Regions from separate parts of the Mus musculus genome. Here regions 1, 2, 3 and 5 are each linked to region 4. Evidence: chromatin contacts called from public Hi-C, HiChIP or PLAC-seq and promoter capture Hi-C data. All regions are on one chromosome and are shown on one strand. Each heading gives the region's core, a stretch centred on a gene start, on an enhancer-like site or on the middle of the called end of the contact. The rest is flanking DNA. Distances are from core to core; before and after follow the strand shown. Region 1 holds the start of Lad1 (ladinin). Region 2 holds the start of Tnni1 (troponin I, skeletal, slow 1). Region 3 holds the start of Inava (innate immunity activator). Region 4 holds the start of Tmem9 (transmembrane protein 9). Region 5 overlaps Tnnt2 (troponin T2, cardiac).

Region 1 (2,757 bases), core at 202-2,701, 200 kb after region 4:
ACTGAAAGACTCTGATGCCCTCAGGGAGGTGCTGAGGGGCAGCAGCTCTCAGTGTGAGAGATGCCTTGATAGGAGGTGGTACCCATACTGGGCTGCACCTGCAGTCGTAGCTCCGACCCCACAAAAGACCTGAAGACTGAAAGCCCACTTGAGAGAAGCCAAGAGGCCAATTTTACCCTGACTGGAACCTGAGGAATAGAAAGGACAGGGCTCTGGCCGGAGCCTCTGTTACCTTTAGGACAAAGGATGCCTTCCCAGTTAGGGACTCAGTGTGAGGAATTGGAAGAACGGATGCTCATTCCAACACTTCTGGAGAGGGAGGGGCAGCTCCAAGAGGAGCCACAAAGAGAGGGGCGGCCTCCTAGATACTGACCCCTCCTAGGCTTCTCTGACCCTGATAGGCTGTCCAGCAGGCAGAAATGGCAAAGATATTCTCTGACCCATTGAGATTCACAAACACAGATTGTAGCGCAGACAAGGATAACATCTTACCTCAAGTGGCATAGATACCACTCCAAATGTTGTGCTCAGAATTTGAGCCTCTCTTTGGGATGGGGTGGGGGTGCTACTTTCTCTGATTCTATTCACACACCCGGGTTCTGTTGACTCCATAAGGTGGGGCTAAAGGACACTTCCCAGATCCATTCTAAAACTCTTAACAGAGGCGCAGAGGCTGAGGGTCCGCTCAAGAATAAGTCTTGGGGTAACTCTTGAATTTTCCCAGCCCCCTAAAACGGTCCCTTGCCCTCACAGACAGTAGCACCCTGGGCTGTCCAGGCTGCGGAAAAGCCTTACCCTAAACGTACTGGTTAAGACCTAAGGGGACAGGAAGCTGAGAAGGAGCAAGGAGACCACCCGCTCTGTCACCTAGGGGGACCAGAGTTTGGTCTCAATTCTATCCCCACCGAAAAGCAACAAGACCAGTGTCTCACTTCGTCCGGAGAGCAGGCCTGTGTCTGGGAGAGGAGATCCGAAGGGGCACAGCTCCCACCCCCCAGCCTCGGGCCACCCGGCCCCTGTGGCTGCACTCACCTGGACAGCGCGGACCAGTCCTTTCTGCTGACCGACATGCTGCCGAGCCCCACGGCCGCCGCGTGCCGAGCTCCCTGCTCCGCCGCTCACCTGCGGCCCCTCCCCGCGCCAGGTAGGGTCACATGGCCGCTTATCTCAGCCCGGCTCGGCCCCGCGCCGCCGCGCTCCCATTCGCCGGCCGGAGGAGCGGCCTCTGAGGTGTGGGCGTCCCAGACAAAGCCGCGCTGATCACCGCTGGGGCGGGTCTCCCGCGCGGCCGCTCTGCGGGACGGTCGCACCGAGCTGCGGGCTGCACCCACGCCGGGGCTAGCGCGGGGCTGCTCTGCTGCCCCGGGCGAGGGCGGGAGACTTCCTGCTCAGAACCAGTTGGACCAGCTCGGCGCCGGCCCGCGTCTTCCCTGGGAGTCGCGGTCCAGAGTGCCAGGGAGTCGGGGAGGGGGTTGGGGGGAGGACGGAACCCAAAGATCGGGGTCAGGCTGAGCTCGCTGCCTGGAAATCGACTTAGCCGGCAGAAACCCAAGAGCTGGAAGGCAGGGAGAAAGGTTAGATCAGGTACCGTAGTCTTGGGTGTAGAGTGCCTGCAACGGTGAAGAAGTAAGGGGCTCCTAGAAAACACCCCGGGGGTCAGAAACTACCTGAAAGACTCGGCTTAGATAAGCAGACACTGCGTAAGAAAACCAGCCCCTCCTCAAAGGAGCTGAGACTCAAGCCCGCCAAAATAGAGTGGACACCGCTATGAAAAACCATATGCGCCAAAAGCACGGTCCTGTTCCTTGATACCCCACAGGTGTATAACTGTGTCGTAGGAAGAGGGTCCATAAGTAACTGAGATTAATACTGCAATAACCTGAGGCAACTCGGACACCACCCGTGGGAACCCGTGGGAACCCGTGGGCGAGCGCAGCACCAGCTGCTTTCCACTCGGGAACCTACCTCCTTACTGAATGTGTAAGGTCAGATACCTAGATGGGGAATTTTATTTTCCTTGAAAGATCAGAAATGGAATCAATAGCTGCTACTGGCACTGTTCAGAGAAGGCTGGGGTGCTGCCCAGCACACAGGATGGGATGTCAGAGTCTGGCCTGATTGCCTCTCGAGATCTACCTGCCTCTGCCTCCTGAAAGCTGAGGATGCTGGAATTAAAGGCAGGAGCCACCACTTCGAGCTGGAGGGGCCATTTTTGTAATCTACAAAGGAAACGAAGAAGGGGATGGGGGAGGAGTGTGTAATCAAAGGTGACACTGAACAGGAAGTGGGGTTAGCAAGAGCTTTGGGAAGCTGAACTGTGGGCCCAGAAGTGATTCACATACCTCTGCCCGATGTGAGAGGAACTGGGATTCAGGACAAGGATTCCAGAGTCAGGGATTCAGGTCAAGGGACAAGGATTCCAGAGGTCTTAGGGAGGAAGTTGACCAGAGACCAACAGAGGGTTTCTTGCCATTTGGACCTTATGATACTCCATTTGGGGACCTGTCTCCATATGGTCAAGCTGTCAACTGCATTCAACACCCATTTGAATTAAAGGTTTTAGAAAAAGCTGTCCAATAGTTCATTGGATGTTGGTGTGGGAGCTCGGAGAGACTTGGCACTGTGCGCCCCGTAGCCCATGGACAGGGGATGAGTGGGAAAGAGGAGGGAGGGAAGTTTCAATAACATGGAGTTGGAATCTGTGTCCATGTCCTGGCTTCCAAGCATTGAAAGGGAATCTCGCCTCAGAGTCGCCTC
Region 2 (2,700 bases), core at 142-2,641, 220 kb after region 4:
AGCCCACTGTCATCAGTGTGGGGCCCACTGCTGGGGCCAGCCTGGGCCTCCTGCCAAGCTCCAGGCAGTCCCCAACTGTCACACTGACAAATGCCAGGCCCAGGGGTCCCACATCAAGCACGAGGCCTGACCTGTGCTCTGACAACACCACCACCCCCCTCCCAGGCAGGACCCCTTGACAGGCTCTACGGAAGAGAAGCAGGGCCTGATTAGAAGCCAGGCTGTAGATAGCAGTGAGGCAGGAGGGCCGAATTCCATCTGTACTACAAGCAGATAACAGAAAACACAGAGCTGGAAGGAAGGAATCAGACTCAGACCTGACTCAAGGCTTGCCTTCCTGGCCCTGAGGCCCTTGGTGTGGAAAAGCTGCCAGCTTTCCACGCCACGCCTGCACGCTTAAGTGTGAGTGTGTAAGTCCTGTGTGAAACACAGCAGAAAGGAACTGACCTTCCTCATAAGAACATCATGCTCTACCCTTGCTCCCCACCTATGACCTTGGACCTTAGTTCAAGGGCACCCCCATCCTCCCAAACAGGGTGTTAACAAGCTGGACTTCCAAGCTTGTGACCAGGAAGTCCAACATTAGAAGCACTTAGAGTCCATGCCTTGGGGTAGGGGCTGCCTTTAACCTAATCCTCCTCCTACCACCACGCTGTCTAGATATCTTACTAGCTTATGTCCTCACAGGCTCTTGTGTTCCCACCCCAGACACTGCTGTCATCCACCTCCTGCCAACAGCTCCTACAACTCAGAGCCAGAAACAGTGGAGAGGCATGACGGTCTGTCTTTACCTGTTCGTGTCCTGTGCAGGTGAGACAGGTGAAGAGGGCTCAAAGTGCCTGTCAGAGAGAAAGGACAAAGAAACAAGATGGTCTCTTTGGTCAGCAGGGCCTCCGGACTGTCTCCTCAGAGTCCTGCATGCCAGCCATCTTCTTTTCCTGTTGCTGCAGGCCTTAACCACTGTCCTGTCTCCCCAGGCTTCTCCTAATTGTGATGCCTTGGCTCACTTGGTCCCCAGTGCCACCCCTCCCACCAGGAGCCCTGTCCTTCCTGCCACTGGCTGCAGTCCCTCATGAGAGCATCCTCCACTCTGCCCTGCTTTGAGCCCCTGAGGAACATGTTGGACAATTGTTTCCCTCAAGACCCAACACCCACAGCTGTTGGATGGGACAAAAGGCAAGGTTCGTACGGTAGTCTGCCACCAAACCTTCTTATCCAAATAAGAAACATCTCTGTCTCCCAAACTTCATTTCCTCTTTAAACAAAACCTCACCTCTCTACTCAGCCCTGCCCAGGTCCATGGTCAGACACTTACCTAGTTTAGTCCTCGTGGAGCTAGGCTGGCCTGAGCCTCACCACAGACTGCAGAGTGTGGGGGCAGAGCTGAGGGCAGGCTATGAAAACCGTGGCCTCCGGCAACTGGCCAGTAAAAATAGAACAGCCGCTGCCCCTCCAGCTGCCCCTCCTTCCCACCCCCTCCCACCCTGCACACCTCGCAGGGCAGATATGTGCTGCCGTGTAGACCACAGGCTTAGAGACCAGTGTGTGTGCATCAGGAGCACACACCAACCCTGCACACATGAGCCTTTGACTTGGGGGAAACAGCATTCACCTGGGAGAAGGCAGAGAGGGGAAGACTACACTGGCTGTGGAGCTGACCAGACACATGAACAGGAAGGGGTATGAAGGAGATCAGGGCATTGGGAGGCCTGAGAAACCATTAAAAGGACCAGGGAAGGAGCTGGCAGGCTGACACTTCCTCTGCAGCCAGGACATTGTAGACATGCTTCAAACCCCTCAAAAAACCAAAGACCTAAGTGTTTGTGTCTCTGGTGACAGTGAGACAGGAGGGTGCCTGCAGAGTTCTGGTGGCCCCAGAGCATGTTTCTGAGGTCCAGCTGAGTCCCAATAGCAGAAACACAACCTTTGTGTTCATGGAAGCCTGCAGATGGAGTAGACTTCCATCCACATCTTCAGATGGCCTTTAAGGAATCCCCATTGCCCAGGTTCTAAGTAGCATTCCACATTCCGTTTCTTGAACCCAGGGAGACTAAAAGTCTTTTCCCTGCTTAATCTTCATGTCAACCAGAGCCTGCCTGACTGCAGGGCCACACCTGTTTCCTGAGTATTTTTAGGGCTGTTGATGAACACATAATACCCACCCTATAGTCAGAGAAAGACAATGCCTGCTATGTTAATCCAGTGGCTATTATAGTCAGTCATCTTGTAGGCCAAGATCCCAGGTTAGGCAGGACAGGCAGAGGACTGACCCCCTCTGGGAGGTCAGAAGCAGGCTCTCAGAGGGAGGGTGTAGGTGGGCAAGTGTGAGCTAAGGAGGTGTATTTCCAGGGCCCATAAAGAAGAAAAATCCTGCCATGGGGACACTAATATTCTGCTGCCTGGCAGAGATGGCTCCAAGTCTGCTCTTCACAGGTCACATTCTCGAAGCCTGTAAGACTTCTCTTCTGAAAGTCATGGGTTCAAATCCCAGAAACCACATGGTGGCTCACAGCCACGCATAATGAGATCTGATGCCCTCTTCTGGTGCATCTGAAGACAGCTACAGTGTACTTACTTATAATAAATAAATAAATAAATAAATAAATAAATAAATAAATAAATAAATAAATAATTTTAAAGAAAAAATTTGAGGTGTATGTGTGTGCGCGCAGGTGTGTGTGTGTGTGTGTGTGTGTGTGT
Region 3 (2,700 bases), core at 145-2,644, 220 kb before region 4:
CTTGCTGGCCTTGCCAACTGAAATCAAATAGCTTCTAGTGGTCCGTATGGACAGGTACTAAGAAGAAGGTATTTGCTAGATCAATAGCTGCATACCAGGTACCAGAAAATATCTGAATTTGCTCAAGCAAGTACACTGTCTGGTACAGCCGCTGCAGTTGGAGTTGCTAACTGATTTGGTTTCCAATAGTCAACTGTCATTCTCCACAGCCCATCTGTCTTATGCACTGGCCAGATGGGAGAATTAATGGGAGATGCAGTGGGAGCCACCACCCCTGCCTCTTTCAAGTCCTTGATGGTGGCACTGATTTCTAGAGTTCCTCCAGAGATACGATACTGTTTTTGATTCACTATTTTCTTAGGCAGAGGCAACTCTAAAGGCTTCCATTTCAGCTTTTCAAATCATAACAGCCCTCACTCCACAGGTCAGGGAACCCATGTGAGAATTTTGCCAACTTCTAAGTATTGTGTATCTATCCCAATTATACATTTCTGGAACTGGGGAAATGACCACAGGATGAGTTTGGGGACCTACTGTGAGTTGGACATCAGCCAAATCTTCATTAATCACCTGTCCTCCATAAGCCCCTACTTTAACTGGAGGGCCACAGTGTTTCTTGGGATCAGTGTCAATTCAGAACCAGTATACAATAGACTCAGAAAAGTCTGATTGTTCTTTCTTCCAGTGCACAAGTTACTCTTGTAACTGTCTTGTAACTTCCCCTCCCCACCTCTATCTTAAATCCCCTACAGCTCGTAGGTCCTGCTGTGTTCCCTTGCCAAGATGTCTTGTACATCCTGCCTGTCAAAGGTTCCTCTTTAGAGAGCACACTCCTCTGGCCAGGCTTTGGGGACCCTCAGCCTGGTTCAACCTCCACTATCCGTTGGTTTTTGGTCTTCAAACGTATACCAGCTTGATCTGGACTTAAGAACCCTCCTAGTAAAGGAGTCTGAACTTTGAACTGCCATGCTTGGCCCTGGCAAGGACAGTACCAATGTAAACAGAACCAACGGAAAAAGGGGAAAGCGCGAGTTTGAATGAATGGATGGTTTCGTGGGCTCGTCGCAAGCAGCAGGAGGCGCTGCCCAGGAGTGTGTGCCTTGCCGCCAAAGCCGGAGTTCTGCCCGCTGCCCCCAAAAGGGACAGGGCTGGGAACTACGGAGGGGAGGCGACCAGGGTTCGATCGCGCCGCAGTCCCGGCCGCCAGAAAGGATAGGCGAGGAGGGGGAGGGGCGTGCCGTCTCCTTTCATTCTTCCACGCTTGGGTCTCCGGAATGAAAACTGCCCCCAGCCGGGCCAGAGAGAGGGGATGAAAGGCGGCCCCTAGGACCTCTAGTCGAGCCTCGCCCCGCCCAGATTTCAGAAACCGGCCTTGTAGGGGGTGTCACACCACGAGGCTGCGTGAATGCGGGAGACAGGGAGCAGCGTCGCCCCTCGCGCTGTTGCTGCCGCAGGATGCACACTTGGGCTGGCATTGCCCCAACCCAACGTGAGGCCCCGCCCCGTCTCTGGGTTCAGAATCTCGAATCCCTTCTAGCATCTTCCCCTCTCTTCACTGGGCCTTTGGTATGCCCCAGGGGACAGATGTCTTGGGATCTTTAACATTTGGGATGCTGCAAATGCCGAAGTTAAATGAAATACCTCCGGGGAGGGGAGGCCCGGGGGAGCCTTGGGGAGAGGGAAGATGGGCGGGACCAACAGGTCCTGAAGCTGCGCGACCGGCGCGGGGGGCGCGGGGGCAGGCGCGAGGCGCCAGAGCTCGGTGGGACAGGTAAGGCGGAAACTTAGTGAACGGAGCGCGGGAGAACTGGGGGGGGGGGGGGGGGGAAATCGAGCTCCTGAACCTCGGTCTTCATCCTCTGCAGAGGCAGTCTTGCAGGGAAAGGGGGTAATTTTACCAAGGGGTCGAGCATTCCCGAATTTCTACCCCAAAGCTGTTTCCAACGGCCAACCTTTCTCCTTCGACTCACTCCCCCGGCCGGTGGCTCTCCTGGCCAGGTTCCGAGAAGGCAGAAAGCAGGCAAACAAAAGGAGCCGGAGTCCCAGGCCGGCCTAGAAGGAGAGGGCGCGGTGGGGGAGGGGCTGGGGGGGACAGGACAAAGGGGCTTTTTACAGAGAGCCTTAGAGGTTTGATTTCAGGGTGCATCTTCTGTTACCCCTAGTTCTCCACCCTGGCTTAGTTGAGGTGAATACCTTTCCTAGTGGCCAGAGAGGAGTGGAGAAAGAAAACAGATATTCTTCCACCCCTCCTGCCCAGAGAGTCCCCGACTATTTCCCGAGCTCCGCGGCTGGTCATTGATTTGTTAATGCACTAAGTAATTGTGGGAATGCTGGTGGTTGTGCTTTGCTGGGTGCTGTTGGGGTGATGTGGTCAGGTTGAAGGACTTGGTTTTAAAAACTTTGACTCCTAAAGTATCACAGAAACTTCGGGGGCAGCGGAGAGAGCGGAGTATGTTTGGTTACAGGTCTGTGAAAGAGTTTGGACACGAAAGGTTTTGAAGAGATGGCTGTCGTGGAAAGGGCTTGTCTTCCACCTAGATGGGATTCCGGTGCTAGAAAATCTCACTTCCTCGCCTGTCCTCGTAGCCAGTGGCTCTGGGACCTGGGATCAGGGAAAATGGGTGCTGAGTTCCAAGTTAGTTTTAAGCTTCCTCTGGAGAGTGCCCACCTATCCCTTGATGGTGTCTTCCGATAACATCC
Region 4 (2,741 bases), core at 228-2,727:
GATAGAAACCTCTCTGGTATCAAAAACAAACTCACAGAAGTTACCCAAGGCTGCCTGCCATCCATGAAGTGACGTGCTGGGGGAAAGGGGGGGGGGGGGATGGGGGGAGGGAGGAGGGAAGAGTTGGGGCTGCAGTGTATATAGCAAGCAAAGTGACAGGCTTTTTCAACCCTGGGGCCTACAATTGTGTCTGGTGAGCTAGGTGGCCAGATTCCCCTTCAATTCTGTCTTAACTCCTTAGGTTAGAAAGGGGAAAGGGATGAATAAAGAAAACTGGGACATTATCACGGGAAGACTCCCGTCAGGAATTCCTTGAAGAGCAAAGAAGCACGCAAGCCCTAATACTCAATGTTATTTCAGTGTCTCAGGGAGAGTCAGAATCGAAAGCGGACAGCCTAGAGCCGCGTACATCATCTAAACCTAGCTGCGGGTCTCCCACCCGGAAGGAATGAGAGCAGCCTCTGGAGTCCACAGTGCAGCTGGGTTAGCTTTGAAGCCAAAAAGCTCCCATCTGTGCATGCCTTTACACTCAGAGCATTTTACAACATTACATGATTTGACTATCAAATTGAGCAGGAGATTCGACCACAGCTGTTTTTACTTGGGGCAAAGGAAGATACAGAGAACTTGGGTAACTTTTCTTAAACTTTCTTGCTTGCGGAGAAGTCTACCTAGGGCTAGTTTGGTCCGGACCCTGTGCGGTAGGCTCTGAACCCCGTGCTCCCTACACCCTTAGGAAGGCCAGCAGCTTGTCCCAGGTAAGGTCCCCGCCCCCAAGTAGGGTTCTCGGGTGGGGGAGGGGTCAGGGTGGCGTTTCGGCTACCTCGGCGGCAGCCCAGGAACAAGGTGCCGCTGGCCCACTTCCCTCACCTTGTTGGCTTGAGCTGGGGGCACCAGCAAGCACCCCACCACAGCCACCAAACACAGCAGCTTCATGCTTATCGGGCTTGCTGAGCCAGCAAGACTAGATGCCTGGGGGGATAAAAAGAAACATGGAGTCGGAAAAAGGGATAGTGGTCACAACAGAGGCAGCACCCTCGGCCCCTTTTCAGCTTTGCCAGACGAGGGAAGAGGGCTGAGTTCCAGGATTCCTGGCCTTCTAAACCTTTCCCTCTCCTCACCAAGCCCAGCTCTCAAAAGCTATCTGTGCACTAGCAGAGGGAGTTTTCTGAGGTTACAGCCGCCCGGAGCCCCCAGATCCTGTCACCAGGCCGCGTTCCGACCCTCACCTCTCCTCCCACCGCCCTCCGCCATCTCTGCCTCCACCGCCCTGGTGGCGCCGCTCAGGCCCAACCAGAAGCCCCGATTCCGACCGCCAAGAGTACTGCACACCCTGCCTAAGGATTTGGGGTGGCTGTGAACCCCCAGTGTCCCTGCGACCCCCGTACCCCTCCCCCAATGCCGAGTCTACCAACCTGCAAGCTCAGCCGCAGCCGCCACTGATCAGCAGGCTCCACCCCTTCAGCATCTATTGGCTGCTACAGTCGCCGCTCAGCCCAACCTCGCTAGTTGCCAAGACAACAAGACCCACCTTCTCTTGGTCCCGGAGGCTTACAATCTAGGGAGAGGCACGCATTTCTCTACCAGGATTTAGCAAGAAAAGGGAATGTCTGCCTTTCCTACTGAAAACTGAAGCTCTAGCCCTGTGGGTCCGTTCAACTCCTCCTAGAGTGCTTTGTTTGTCCTCGCCTTATACTATCTTACTGTTTCAGAGAAAGCATTTTAGAAATGAAACTAGTAATGATTTTAGAACAAGATCAAGGACCATTGTGCTTATTCATAGTCTGAAAATATTATTATAGAGACACATTTTTGTTTTGTTTTGTTTTGTTTTTTAACAAGGAACTCAAGGGCCCAGGCTCTATTCCTACACACAAAGACATATGCCAAAGAGGGCAAGACAGGATTAGTAATAGGCGTGGGCTGGAGGGAGCTGTGCCTCCTTAGCCTGCACTGGTTCTGAAGGCCTGGCAAATTGAAACAAGGTGTACTAGGCCAGTCTGGGACTAGGAGGAGGTTACAGGCTGCAGAGGGACAGATGTGAACTTCTTAGCAGCAGTGAAGGAAACTGGAGTCACCTGAGTCCAGGGGCCACTGCAGTGAGGACACTTGAGCTTTGGCCTCAAGTGCATCGAACTAAGCTCCTGTGTTACCCTAGAAAACATGCATTCCCTCTCTGGGTACCAGTTTCCTTAGCTAAGGGTCCCTACAGCTTTGATGGGTTGGGGCTCCTGGAAAGAAGAATAGTCATATGGCCAGAATGAAATTTAGTATAGAAAGTCATGTGTCACAAAAGAGTTTTCCTCCTTAGACATATTATCTGAGCACTATTTGTGGTGGGTACTATATAAGACACTGAAGCTGCCTGGGGGAGGGGGAGGCTAGCCTTGTCTCTGTTCTCTTTTTTTGTTGTTGTTTTTAAGATTTATTTATATTTTATGTATATGAGTACACTGTAGTTGTCTTCAGACACACCAGAAGAGGGTGTCAGATCACATTGCAGATGGTTGTGATCCACCATATGGTTGCTGAGAATTGAACTCAGGACCTTTGGAAGAGCAGTCAGTACACGTAACCACTAAGCCATCTCTTCAGCCCCATCTCTGCTCTTGTATAACTTGATATTTATTACAAAAACAAAAACCAAAAAACAATGGTTGTTTTAGTCAGGGTTCTCTAGAGTCACAGAACTTATGGGTAGTCTCTATATACTAAGCAAATTTGTTGATGACTTACAGTCT
Region 5 (2,761 bases), core at 239-2,738, 170 kb after region 4:
GAGCAGGGGCTAGACACTGGGTCTCTCTCCTGTTGGACACTAAGGCTACTTCTCTGAGATGAAGACAAAGGTTTTGAGTCCCACCCTCCCAAGCCCAGCAAGTACCACCAAATTCTGGCTTCCAACCCTTTCCTGTACACCCTCTGGTTACACAGGAATCCCTGGACACAGTCTCACCCAAGGCTACTATGAGGAGTTCTCTTGTGCCAGCATCACTTACCTTCAGCATCTTTGGCTTCTTCATCAGGACCAACCTCTAAACAAAACATGATCAATCAACAGAGGTCCTGTTCCAACTCAGATTCCCCCAAGAGCATTCCCCATGGTCAGGCAGGATATTCTGCTGGTTTGTAGGGTCAACCACAAACGAAGCTCTGTATTGACAATCATCACCCAGAAAGCAGACTGCTGCATCCCCCGAGCCCAGACAGGGACACAAGCTAGCAAGCACCTGTTGGACGACTTAAGACACCACCCCTAGCCCCTCATCCCCTCACCCTGGGCTGTACCTTCTACGTTGGCCTCCTCTGTCTCAGCCTCACCCTCAGGCTCAGGTTCAGCCCCACCAGCCTCCTCCTCCTCCACTGCCTCCTCTTGCTCTGGAGAGGTAAAAAAGACACCATGACCAACTGACCCTCTCTCTTAACGTGCAGAAAGCACCCCCAGAACAGAGATCACATCGGGAGGGTAGAACAGAGCCAGTAACATCCAGGCTCACATGATATAGGAGCCACAGACCCAAATGACAGAGGAATGCTGTTTGGCTCCTGGTTCAAACTGGAGCACAAAGCCACGCCCAGCCCAGGACTACTTCTGCAAGCAAAGATTCCTATAACCTCACCCACTCATCTACACTCTCATCCATGCCTCAACCGCCCCCCAAGTAAGTCAGTGCCCCAGAGTTCCCTGTCTGCTCCTTTGCAGGTAAAGTGAAATCCAACAGAAGGGTCCCATCTGACTGGTAAGTACCCCTAAATTTGGCTCCCTGAGAGTTTGGAAATCTGAGCTGGGTCTTCCCTAGTGTAGAAACACATTATATACATAGATAAAATATAATGGTGTGGCGGTGGGAAACACCAGTGACAGGACATCAAGACTCACTGCTGGGGACTAGTTGGGGTGAAGTTCTGTCTAGCCTCTTTCTGTCCAGTTTAGCACTAGCTTCCCCCATGACCTTCCTGGGGACAGAAATCCATCGTCTTCCCCAACTGTTCACCCCAGAGGTGCTGGCACCACAGGACAGGTCCTGACTAAACTGAGGTGCTAGGGAAAGTCTGTTGTGAATCCAGTGTCTCTTCAAGTCCTTCTTCCAAACCCAACAGAGGTTGTGCGGGCGGATGAAAGGTCCAATAGTTAGAGAGATGTGCTACCCAGAAGGTTGCCAGCAGTTTCTATTTTCATCGTTTGCTTGACAGGATGTGGATGGACCCCGCCTCTCCCAACATTCTGAAGGGACAGACAGATTAGGGAGACAGGATGCCATCCAGACCATGACTCAGCTTGGCGGAAGTGCTTGTAACATTCAGTGATTGATAGACTGACAAGTGGTGGCCCCTTGGCAGAGGGAGAAGAAACACCTCAGGACAGAAAGAACCATCAGAGGAGAGAGGGCCTCCACCCCCACTGCCTCATCGTCTCTGCCCTCCTTTCTTAGGACTGGGTCCCCACTGAAGTCCTGGGGTGCCTCTTCTTTCAACCCTCCAGGAGGTTTGTCAGGTAGCATAAGAGTAGAGGAAGGTGGCCAGCTATGGGGTCCACCCTGAGGCCACCTCTTCTCCCATTCACCCTAAGTTTCATTTTCCTGTGCCACGTGCCATGGGCCCAGTGGTCATTTAGAAGCCCAAGGAACAGGTCACACTTAGGCCTCCCTGGACATCACTGTAGGAAAGCCAGTCCTAAAATTAAGCCCCATTCTGTCTCCCCTCGCCTCCTGTTACCCCCAAGAAGCAAGTCCACCTTCACCCCACCTCTCAGCAGAACACATCTGAAAGCTGACATCATGTCCTTTCTGCTCTGGCTATTTCTGGCCTTTTCTGTCCCCAGAGCCCAACCTTGCCTTAGGCAAAACAGGGAAGGTCCCCACATGAACACTGACATGAGCAGTGGAGCAGCTGGGGTTTGTTCCTATCACAGGAATCCTTCTGTGACCATATGTGGAGCAGGTGGGAAGACAGGATAGCCCAGATCCTTCCCACTTCCCTCCCAGAAGGAAAAGAGGGAATGGGGGAGGGGTCCTAGGGTCCTGGCCCTCTGAAGTTGTTGGTCTCCCTAGCCTAAGCCCAGAGCCCAGGAGGAGCAAGAAAGCAGGGACAGGCACAGGATAGGGAACGCTGTACTACCGTCCTCCTCTTCTTCACTCCAGTCTTCCTCTTCCGGGTGCAGGAGGTGGCGGTGGCGACAGCAAAGGGAGCAAGCAGAACAGGTTAGTGTGCGGTGCAAAGCCTGGCAGCAGCGCAGACCACAACCAGCTCAGAGTTAGGCCTGAACTCTGATTCACAAGTCAACATTCAAGCAATATGGCAGCCTCACTCCTCGTGACATGCCTGAGCCTCAAGGACCATTGCCTGCCAACCACTACTGAGGATGGAGCAGCTTAGCATGCCTAGCAACTGAAAGCATTGAGAGAGAAGCGCCCCAGCTACAGGCCCTGGCTTCTCGCTCACTGAAATGGTAGACCCCAGTAGCAGGGAGAATAGGAAAAGATTTGACTCCCCCTCCAAGTACCCCACATTCCTGCTCTGAATGAGTTTTTGGACTGTCC

What was found. Promoter capture Hi-C pulls out the DNA fragments that hold promoters and counts their contacts. A called contact is a pair of places that touch in the nucleus more often than the background predicts. HiChIP or PLAC-seq counts read pairs in DNA pulled down with a chosen protein or histone mark.
Region 1: a contact with region 4 is called in a promoter capture Hi-C map of embryonic stem cells, with 2.5 times the contacts expected there. The contact joins the promoter of Lad1 here to the promoter of Tmem9 in region 4. A contact is called at or near these places in 1 of 39 promoter capture datasets (embryonic stem cells), 1 of 115 datasets of contacts at active chromatin or transcription factors (embryonic stem cells) and 1 of 9 other capture datasets (adipose tissue).
Region 2: a contact with region 4 is called in an H3K4me3 HiChIP or PLAC-seq map of embryonic limb bud, with 2.1 times the contacts expected there. The contact joins the promoter of Tnni1 here to the promoter of Tmem9 in region 4. A contact is called at or near these places in 1 of 39 promoter capture datasets (the SN4741 cell line), 1 of 484 Hi-C or Micro-C datasets (nephron progenitors) and 1 of 115 datasets of contacts at active chromatin or transcription factors (embryonic limb bud).
Region 3: a contact with region 4 is called in a Hi-C map of embryonic stem cells, with 5 times the contacts expected there. The contact joins the promoter of Inava here to the promoter of Tmem9 in region 4. A contact is called at or near these places in 6 of 39 promoter capture datasets (cranial neural crest, embryonic stem cells, liver and 2 more), 1 of 484 Hi-C or Micro-C datasets (embryonic stem cells), 7 of 115 datasets of contacts at active chromatin or transcription factors (the 230-238 cell line, embryonic stem cells, extraembryonic endoderm stem cells and 3 more) and 2 of 9 other capture datasets (adipose tissue and liver).
Region 5: a promoter capture Hi-C map of the HPC-7 cell line shows a contact between it and region 4, with 2.1 times the contacts expected there. The contact joins the enhancer-like site here to the promoter of Tmem9 in region 4. A contact is called at or near these places in 2 of 39 promoter capture datasets (3T3-L1-derived adipocytes and the HPC-7 cell line), 4 of 484 Hi-C or Micro-C datasets (the HPC-7 cell line, cortical neurons, nephron progenitors and 1 more), 2 of 115 datasets of contacts at active chromatin or transcription factors (double positive thymocytes and embryonic stem cells) and 3 of 9 other capture datasets (adipose tissue, embryonic stem cells and liver).

The regions. Positions count from the first base shown.
Region 1 is chr1:135,817,292-135,820,048 of GRCm38.p6, reverse strand. Lad1 (ladinin) reads right to left here and starts at 1,451. Exons shown (of 10, transcript NM_133664.3): 1 at 1,033-1,451. The coding sequence starts at 1,070.
Region 2 is chr1:135,798,112-135,800,811 of GRCm38.p6, reverse strand. Tnni1 (troponin I, skeletal, slow 1) reads right to left here and starts at 1,391. Exons shown (of 10, transcript NM_021467.5): 1 at 1,316-1,391; 2 at 792-839.
Region 3 is chr1:136,232,974-136,235,673 of GRCm38.p6, reverse strand. It overlaps Inava (innate immunity activator), which reads left to right and starts at 1,394. Exons shown (of 10, transcript NM_028872.3): 1 at 1,394-1,771. The coding sequence starts at 1,569. It also overlaps the pseudogene Gm3878.
Region 4 is chr1:136,016,737-136,019,477 of GRCm38.p6, reverse strand. It overlaps Tmem9 (transmembrane protein 9), which reads right to left and starts at 1,477. Exons shown (of 6, transcript NM_025439.3): 1 at 1,416-1,477; 2 at 871-972. The coding sequence starts at 936. It also overlaps a transcript of Igfn1 not described here.
Region 5 is chr1:135,843,393-135,846,153 of GRCm38.p6, reverse strand. Tnnt2 (troponin T2, cardiac) reads right to left here. Exons shown (of 15, transcript NM_001130181.2): 4 at 510-599; 5 at 221-256. Among named protein-coding and RNA genes, the nearest start is that of Tnnt2, 8.4 kb to the right of the region's middle. Within about 2 kb of position 1,488, at least 33 of the 459 cell types and tissues checked have an H3K27ac peak or open chromatin away from gene starts, as enhancers often do. A contact at or near this core is called in the HPC-7 cell line, where this site is marked.